Linked DNA regions of Zea mays: region 2 is linked to region 1. The links are chromatin contacts, called in public Hi-C maps. All regions are on one chromosome and are shown on one strand. Each heading gives the region's core, a stretch centred on a gene start, on an enhancer-like site or on the middle of the called end of the contact. The rest is flanking DNA. Distances are from core to core; before and after follow the strand shown.

What was found. Hi-C and Micro-C count contacts between places; a contact is called where the count stands out from the background.
Region 2: a contact with region 1 is called in a Hi-C map of leaf, with 4 times the contacts expected there. The contact joins the enhancer-like site here to the promoter of LOC100383281 in region 1. A contact is called at or near these places in 9 of 25 Hi-C or Micro-C datasets (bundle sheath, ear, endosperm and 3 more) and 1 of 3 datasets of contacts at active chromatin or transcription factors (leaf).

What each region holds. Positions count from the first base shown.
Region 1 is chr7:106,377,244-106,381,924 of Zm-B73-REFERENCE-NAM-5.0, forward strand. It overlaps LOC100383281, which reads right to left and starts at 3,251. Exons shown (of 3, transcript NM_001175941.1): 1 at 2,995-3,251; 2 at 2,658-2,862; 3 at 982-2,526. The coding sequence starts at 2,463. The coding sequence ends at 1,351.
Region 2 is chr7:106,469,804-106,474,699 of Zm-B73-REFERENCE-NAM-5.0, forward strand. No RefSeq gene overlaps it. Among protein-coding and RNA genes, the nearest start is that of LOC103632671, 3.6 kb to the right of the region's middle. Within about 2 kb of position 2,333, at least 8 of the 20 cell types and tissues checked have an H3K27ac peak or open chromatin away from gene starts, as enhancers often do. A contact at or near this core is called in bundle sheath and leaf, where this site is marked.

The DNA of each region.
Region 1 (4,681 bases), core at 2,001-4,500:
CCAAATTTGCATGTAAATTCTAAAATAAATTTTGCAACATGATCACTCATAATGTTTTTTTTTTGTCTTCTCTTCCATAAAACACCCCTATAAATTGATGCAACAATATGCATACCAAATCAATATAATTTCGATCATCCAGAGTTTGCGTGAGAAATCACCTAGTTGATAGTTGATACATTATTATTGTGACCTTTAAACATCTTCTGAAAGCACAAACCAGATTGACACACTACCAAAACTGAGCTCTAGGTTCGGTATATTCATAACAAGAACAGAAAGGTTCCAGATATCTGTGCAAACAAAGTAAGAAGACTTTCTACTTCTGAAAGAGCAATAGAAATATTAACATATTACAGATATATAATTTGACTCAGAGAGTACAATTTTAAAGCAGGCCTTTAACTGGAAGCAGCACGAGCTAATGTGGATAGGTGGATAATTGGATACCTTGTGGAGTTTGTGGTTCAGAAATATCTTTTTCAAGCTTCTTAGCCAATTTATCCCCGAATATGACCCAAACTAGAAAAGTATTTTCCTTCAACACTAGAGCATGAAAAACAGAACAAATGGCAGTGTTCCATACTAACAATTTTAAATAAGATATCTGGGGCAGCAATTTTTGAAAAGCAAAGCACATCTGAGTCAAGGAAGTAATAAAAAGCTCATAAGGAAAATCAGAACAAACCGATAGCAATTACGGAAAAAAAATCATGTTTGTAAAGAATACTCCAAGTCCAAGGAAGTAACTGTACGTGCATAGTGAGCATCACAGCAAATGATGCAGCTAGCCAACAATTCTTCAGATACTATTCCAGGTATTGAACTTCATCTACCTAGAAAGAAAATATTTCCATGCAAATACTAATTTCATCAGATGCACGGTATTCATAGACTTTTAACAGGCACAGCTAGAAAATTTGTTATCAACGAAGTGTTGAAGTGTAGCAGAAAACATCACACGGTATTCATATACTTTTTAATTTATATCCCATCAGATTACAAGAAACTTTTCGGAGGCAGTATAAAATACAGGTTCAGTGTTTACATCAATAATCACCTAAGCTGTGAAATAAGAACTAATGAAATGATCCTCTGAACTTGGCCTATCAACTTCTCAGCATAAAGAGAAATGGCCAGATCAATTAAAATCTAGAAGAATGAGTAGTTAAGATGTCTGGAAATTGCAATTATTATCGCTAATTAGAATCCAGAACAGCACACCATCTTAAGCTGACTAACACGTAACAGCTTGGTCGTTCATATAAGAAAAAAGAAACGATAAGATAAAAGATAATGTAAAGATGTAAACTGAGAACCACCTTGAAAGCAAGGGGCAGCACACCACTGTCACTGTATCTGCTTGAAGTAGTAGTCTTTACGCAGAGGAACTATGCTCTCAATGAAAGTATGTGTGCTAAAGGAAAAGTCAAGCTCTGGCCAGGCTGTTGTCAGTTCTTCTGAACTTGAACTTGGGTCAAAACAATATAGATTCCTAGCCAACAACTGCACCCAAATTTTTCCACCGTGGAAGAGTGTGTGTTTCGGAGTAAAATAACATGAAGGCATCAACCAAGGCAAGGAGAAGTGGTATCTGTGAGTCCAGCCCTGCTTATCATGGCTATTGAGCATCAGTATGTCCATTGTACGAGGCGGACCTTCCAATGCACCATCGACAATCAACAAGCATAGCTTTCCCTCAAGCTCTGCCAAAGAGCAATGACCTCCATAAGATTTGTGTGGAGGAAGCATCATCACATCAAATTTTTCGCTCTCAAGATTCAAGCAGTTGATACGCGATGAAGCAATGTAGCGGAACTTTGTCAGATAGTATACCATCCCATTCACATGCACCCCTCTGTCAGTCGGAGCACCATGACAGCTCCCAACTTGTCTCCAGACACCGACTCCAATCGTGTATATCTCACAGTGTACCTTGAACGGGTCATTGTGAGCTCCTGGATAGAAATGCACCACCTTGTGTTCCCTTTTTTGTGGGCAAAACCCCAAGCAGTGCCAATTGCAGGACGAGAACTGGCTGCTCCCTGCCGTGTACATTGGCATCGGCAACATTAAAGATTCACCAGTCGTTGGGTTCAGCACCTCGACAGCTCCTGTGCTGTCACCTAGGCAGAGCAGGCCATTGCAAGAATTGTGCACGAAGACGCTCCGAGACGCCGCGGGCCTTGACAGCTGGTACATGGATGCGTTGTTGTCCGCGAGCACCATGGCGAGCGACCTGTCGTTTCCCCTGTCAGTCGCAAAGAGCAGCAGCTTCTGCTGGCCACGGCTCAGGTGCTCATGGATGAAGTGTGGATCTGTGAGCACGGACATCCATGACTTGCACACCAGTCTGCAGGCCGCGAGCGCACGGGCAGGCAGCCTGCGGAATACCTCGGTGAGGGCATCGTCGCAAATCAACCGGGCAGGATCCTCCACTGCTCTAGCTTTCTTGTGCTCCATCACTTCCCTGCTAGGCCAAGACAAGTCCGCAGCTAGCCGGGACGGCACAACTGCCAACGCCCACTGGTTTTTTTGCATCCACAAAAACAACCACTCATCGTTTTAGTTTCTTCACGAAAAAAACAGCAAAAATAGCAAATCCGCAAGGAACAGCAAAAATCCACTAATATATGAGAATTAGAAAAAGCCGATACCTATCATACAGATACAGACCAGACAGCCAGAGCCACCACGCAGGATGCCCCCGCCCCACTAGTAGTCCTTGAATCAAGGAAACGAATCGCTCAATTTCAGCGCAACAAGCCGAAAAACAAACGGACCGAAGCGATGAAACGCCGCCACGAGATGCGAGCATGCATTGCAGCCGCCGAGACCCCGCCTCCTGAACCCCCCACGCACCTGCCAGGAGCAGCGAAATTAAGAGCGGCTCCACACGGCCCCAACGAACTCAACAGCACATGGTAGGTGCGAGCGACTCGGTGTCGAGCTCTTGTTGGCAAGTAAAAAGAAGAGAGAAGAATCCCAACCTACCGGCCGGCCAAACCGAAGAAGCGATCCTCTGGAATCGGGCGTCGCGGGAGGCGGAGATCAGCGCGGCGGAACACGACGAGGCCGAGCGGTACAGCGCATCGGGCTCACCGACCGATCAGCGGCGGGCGGCGGGCGGCGACTTTGCCCTTTTCCTCCACCCGTCTCTGCCTCCTCGGTCGCGCTAGTCGGCTTCGGTTCTGTTTGTTGTTTTGGAAGGGGTCGTGGTGTGGTGGGGGGAGAGAACGAGAAACGGAAGCTTGGATGGGTGGGTGGGTGCCGCGGGGGTATCGCCGTGTCGACGCGGTAGGAGACGGGGATAGGAGGAGGGAGCGCGTGGGACACGAATCGCGAGGCCGGCGGACGGGACGGTGGGGACTGGGGCCCCGAATGTGCGCGCTTGGGCGGGCCCCTTCCCTCGTGCCCGGGCCCGCTGCGTCGCTGTTGTCGCCGTAGCGAGAGAGGGAGAGGTCCTGTCGCCGTGACGACGTCTCCGAGAGGAGCGTCGCGATAGGCCGATAGCGGTGACGTCGATGTTGCTGTGCTGTCGGCTGATCCACGTCACATTTTTTCCCTCGTAGAATAGGACCGACGACTATTCTCTTCAATCTCTCGTGTTGTGGGATGAATGTTGCATAAGATATTGCGTAAAGTTATATGGATTGACGTGGAAATATATAATGGCTATTTGGTTAACTGCTTACACGTACAATATACTCCTACGTCTCAAAATATGATTTGTTTTAGATTAAATATGTATTCATTAGTTAACTTATAAAAACTATAATTATTACTCCCTCCGTGCAAAATATATTTTGTTTTAGACTAATTATATATTCATTAAGTAATATATGAATTTAATTTACATATATGTCTATATTCACTATCATTTGAATTTGAATGATTATGGACAGAAAAAATGAGCTAGAAAAAACGAGACCGAGGGAGTATCATTTATTTGAATATCGACGGAAAAAACTTAAAAAGTATATTTTTAAGATGGAACAAGTATTTAACGTGCGAGGTTAACGTATTGTTGGCATCGATCCAGGCGCCAAACATTTGGGAGTTGTTTCGCTCGGCGAGCTCTCTGCGGTGGCATGAACGTTCCGCGGTCTAGGGCCAGACGGTCCGCGACCTAGCAGCAAGAGCAGGGTTTCCTGCACTGTGCTGGACAGTATGCGGCCTAGTGCTAGACGGTCCACGACCTAGCAGCAGGAGCGAGGTTCCTGGACTACGCTGGACGGTTCGTGCCTAATGGTCGGACGACCCGCGTGTGCGTGGAGTGGCGGTGTTCACCAACAGCACCTGGATCTCACCCCCGGGAGGGACCCCGTCAAGGAGGAGAGATCCTATGTGGGGGACAGATATCTCCCGGGTCCACTAGAAGGATAAAAGACCTCACGAAAGGCCCAAAGGCCCCATAATTCGTAAGGCCATCCCCTCGTAGGCCTGGGAGGAACGACCAGTGGAGCGGATTAACGCAAGGCCGGGTCGGCGCAAGCCCAGACGGCCCAACAAATTCGAGCAGTAATCACAACAGTGACCCGACCTTCCCGCAGGAGCCCCGTACAACGGAACCAAGCGAGGATGGGTCGGCTGAATTATAGGAGGATAGACTCAGATGGTTCACTATTTCTTAGGCACGCGTTGTTATCATATCTGCATGTAATGCCTCACGGTCGAGTAT
Region 2 (4,896 bases), core at 1,083-3,582, 92 kb after region 1:
CCACAGCGCTAAAAACAGGACCTATCTGCTATGTTTTAAATAAAGACTAGGATGGCAGGTTGATATATAAAAATCTCGAGGGCTCATATGTTAATACGCCACAATGAAGGGGTATCAACCAAAGGGGCCACGCGATCTGGAATCAACGGACCAGATTAGATCCCACCCTTATGTGAACCGGTACCCTATGATGACCGTACGATTTAACAGTTACAGCCCAGATTTCATCAAGGAACGATCTAATCTAAACCGCCCAATCCCCTCTAAACGGTTTAGATCCTTCATCCAGGGGGGTATTCTCCCATCTAATCTGTAGCGTCCGCTCAGAGATCGACGGTCTACGATGCCTGATGCCAAAACGCAACCCAGATCTAATCCCAGCCGATCAACCCAAATCGAACCGCCCACGCCCGTCTTCCCAAATGGCGGCGGCTCCGAGCGCCCCCACGGTTGCGCTCCCCATCGAGTTCACGATTACAGCCCTCTGGCGGCTTATTCTAAGCGACGAAAGCAGCTACACGAGAAGGGGAGACCAGCAAACCTGTTATGGTCGAACTATGAGCGAGTTGTGACGAGAGGACGGCTATCCCTGTCGATGGGCGGATCCATCATGGGTCATGAAGTTCGGCGAGCAATTGCGCCCACCCCGAAGCTTCCCCATGGATGTCGATGATTTGTATATCTTCTACTCAACCAAGCGATTCCCTAGAGCCCCAAGCTGAGGCCCGAACCGTGGGCAAATGTGGTTCGGCCGGCGGCGGCGGTTGGCTTCCCATGCTTCCACATAGCACCAGTGATGGTGCCAGGCTGAGGCAAGATGAGATGGACGAAGGGCCACAGAGTATGGATTTTATAGGCCGCGGCGGAGTCCGACCTGAGGATCAATATCAGCGGATACCACGGGGTTTGTTACGTGCCACCTCTCGCGTTGGGTGCGGTGTTCGGGTGTGAGGGACGATTATGTAGCGCGGACCCACCAACAAGTGACCGAGTAAGGTTTGGGGAGGCTGGCGCGTGGGCCACAGGGGTTGGCAGCAGCGGCGCGGTGGACTTCTGGGCCGCGCGAAATAGAAAAGGGGGTGGGCTCGACAGTAGATCTAGCCCAACGCAGGTATTGATTCCTTTTCTTTTATTCTTATTTTCTTATTTTGTTATTCCTTTTTCTAATTTCTATTCTTTCTTAATTCAGATTCAAATAAAGTTCAAAAGTCAAACATAATGCTCACTCAAAAATCAATCATGATGGTATAGATATATATTTATTTTAATTAATTTATTTGTTTGGTAGATGTTATTTGAAGTATGAAACACACTCATATTTTTTCTTTCTTTTAAGAAAATAGCATTGGAACGTGGGATAGGAATTAAAAGTTACTTCATAAATAAATATTCATTATCTATTTATTTTAAAAGAAGGTATGGTATACTTTCTATTAAGGGTTACTTGAACATCTGAAACGTATTTATAGTTTAGGAGGAGAATAAATCAATACAATATCTTTCAACTACTTATTTTCTTTCTAAGTTTCAAATTTGATTCTTGTTTCAAAATTTACTTAAATATATTGGACAAACTTTTATAAATTCTAAAGTTAGGATTTTTGGGTGTTACGTCATATTTTGGATCTTCTTGAAGTTTTCAATCCTGTGGGTTGCCTTACGGTAGTAGTGGAGTAATACCATCTAGCAGGAATTTTGTCGTTATGAGAATATGCATCGGAGTGGCCTAGACGAGTTGTCCCTAGAACTCAGCCATCTCGATTCGGCCGTGAACTTCCCGACCACTCCGACGTGGGTCTTCTTGGGCCCACCATTTTTTCTTCATGGAGTCTTCTTCGTCCCCAGAGGTGGTCCGTATAGATGGCCAAAAAGCACGAGGCCTGTGAGCCCGGCACGAAGCCCGCTTTTTGGGCCCGGTCCGAGCCCGGCACGGTAGAATAAGCGGGCAGGTTTGGACAGGAAACTAGGCACGGCGGGCTAGCCCGGCACGGCCCATTTACCTCTAAGCCCGTTAAGCCCGTTTTTTTTACACTAAAACGTGATTACCGGCCTGTTTAGCTCGCTTTTCGGCCTGTTTTTTTCGTGCTAAACGGGCCGGCCCGACCCGTTTAGGCCCGCTGCGGGCCGGGCTTGGACAGAAAATTAAGCCCACTGGCTCAGCAGGCCCGGCCCGGTTTTGGCCGGGCTTCACCGAGCCCGGACCGGGCCGGGCCGGGCGGCCCGTTTGGCCATCTCTAGTGGTCCGAGTCCAAGTCCCCACGACTGTCCGAGTCGGTATGGAGTCTTGAGTCCGAACAGTCGTGGTAGTGGCCGCCACACCATCGGTCCATCGTGTAGATTAGATCTTATTTATTAAAAGCTTCTAATGTCGTAGTCACTAGGCCATGAGATGTTAACCCGAGGTACCCGAGCTTGTTGCCATTGAAATGGAGCGTGCTGAAGAGTGAAGACGATGTTTGTGATTGTCAGGGCGGCAGACACGTGATTAAGGTCGCCAAATAGAATCTCCTGTCGCGGTGCAAAGCTCATTGCTGCCATCATATGTGTGACCACCCCTACATGGCACCAGCTCTTAAGGATATATACTAGAGGTACCTAAGACACTCCAACAAATCGGTGCCGACCTAGCGCTGTCCTAAAACTCTGATGAGTTTCTGGTGCAGGCACCAGAACTACTCAGTTTCACACTCAAATCTGGCAGGGTTAGCCATTAGTATGTAACTCTAGTGTTTTGTTTGATGGTTACGGCGCGTGTAAAAAATAGTGTAGCTTCTCTATCTCATCCCTTTTTAAAATTATACGGACTCAAGTTAATATGCGATGATCATCACATTTAGATCTCCTTTGTAACAAAGAAAAAAAAAGAAATGTTAGGATTAATTTGGTGACAAAGGGATCACGAAGAGATTAGAGGAGAAATGAACTAATTTTCTCCTCAACCCTCACCAATTTCCCTATGATCTCTGATCTACAAATCAGTCCACAGGAAGAATAGGTTGGGCAGAGATGAGAGATAACGGGAAAAAAAATCCCTCTAAAACCGGCTACAGAGAAGCAACACTACAGGATCCTTGTCCATTCCACCAATATTGAAGCGACCGAACAATAATCTTACAAGTATGGGCTAATGTGGTTAGTTGCTGACTTGCTTTAAGATTAGTGGGATGAACATGTTGTCACGGAATCGAAAGAAACCCTATGTAGTCGCTTTTATTTGCATCCAGATACAGCCCCCCCCCCCCCCCCCGCGAGAAAACATGGTTGGACCAACAGTCCAACATGAACACGCAACAACCGGTGCTCCCAAGTGTGCGTCCACTGCAACTTTGCGAGCGACAACGACGTCCATGTGGGTCGCCACCAAACGCCGACAGACACAGAAGCAACGTCGCAATGGGGTCACCACACAAGCTGCGCTGGGGCCTCCATCACGCACGAATCGTTTCGGCTGGCATGGCAACCAGAAAGCCTGAAACGGACGGGGGCACGACGTCCAATGGGGGGTAGAGATTGGATGTGTTGTGGTGTGACTACTTTTCTCCGCAGAAATGCATGAATGAATGATTATATGGCAGCAAGGCCAAGGGGCCGACCAGACACAGGCTGTATACAGGATGATGAACTGACAGCAAAACTCATCACTAGTCTGGAGATGATGGATGTGGTCTAGGCTGCAGGGAAAGGGCGGGGTGACGGACAGCGATGACGAAGCTGGGGATCACCTGTTTTGAAACACATGTCATGTGCGTTTTTACAACCATCAAATCAGAATCAGAAAGAAAAAAAACGAGACACCAACTCTGATCACAAACTGTAAGTGAGATTCTGCAACAGGAGCACTGTAACACTGCGTACGGCATATGGCTGCAGAAGAGGTTTTCTGGGATTTGTCTGCCAGCCAGAGTGATGACTCAAAACTGCAGCTGTATAAAGGGAACAGTTGGACAAGACGACAAGTCATATATGTAGGGGAAGAATTTTAAAGGGAGACAGTAAAATATATTTAGAACGTGTAAGTAAGGGAAGATGGTATGGTTAGAGAGAGCCTAAGCTATCTCCGACAACTTTAACTATTTCACTTCTTATTTTAAACTTCACTTTATAAAATCATAGCTGTAGGTACAAGACTAACGGTTAACCTAGAACGATGCAGGAGATAGGTTCAATGGTCTTTATGTACTTCCTTCAAGCCAGACCACCCGGAGTTTCTCTAAAAGAGTGAGCATACATCCAGTTGACTGATAATGTTATATACTTCACCAAATGATATCGTCAGAGAGTTAAAGAATACAGTGGTCGTTGACAGGTAACATGGAAGTTAAAGCATCTGTTCATTCCCCAGCACCACCACCACCAACACACACACATATACATACACGAGAGAGCCCACAAAGCTAGTATACATGTGAATGAATATGTCTAAAAGAGTAGTAATCAGCAGTCAAAAGGTACATCTGAGTGTGCTGAGTATATTTTTTTCTCCTTTTTTTTGAATAAAGATAAATCTCAAGAGCATTCTTGCGAATACAGGAACATGCATATCCACTTTGTTCCCAGCAGGCAACAAACCAGTCAAGTGCAGACCAATTACAGAATCGATGTCTTCTTTATCTGAAGTGGCTCTAGTTTAGAAGGGGAAGATACTGTGCCTCACTGATTCAGTTCAAGTACTATCAGTCCAGCAGTGACCTGATATATATACTTTATCATGTACATTGCATCGCATGACCCAATAGTTGTGACCGGATAGAAATCATAATTAACTGGCAATTATAGCGGCAAACAGAATGTGACCGTTTACTTATGCCCTCTAATCTCTCCTAGACTGTAGGGCGAGAATTGACTAAGAAATATAAGGATTCAAACTCAGGCAGATGACAAAGAAACAGAACTAGA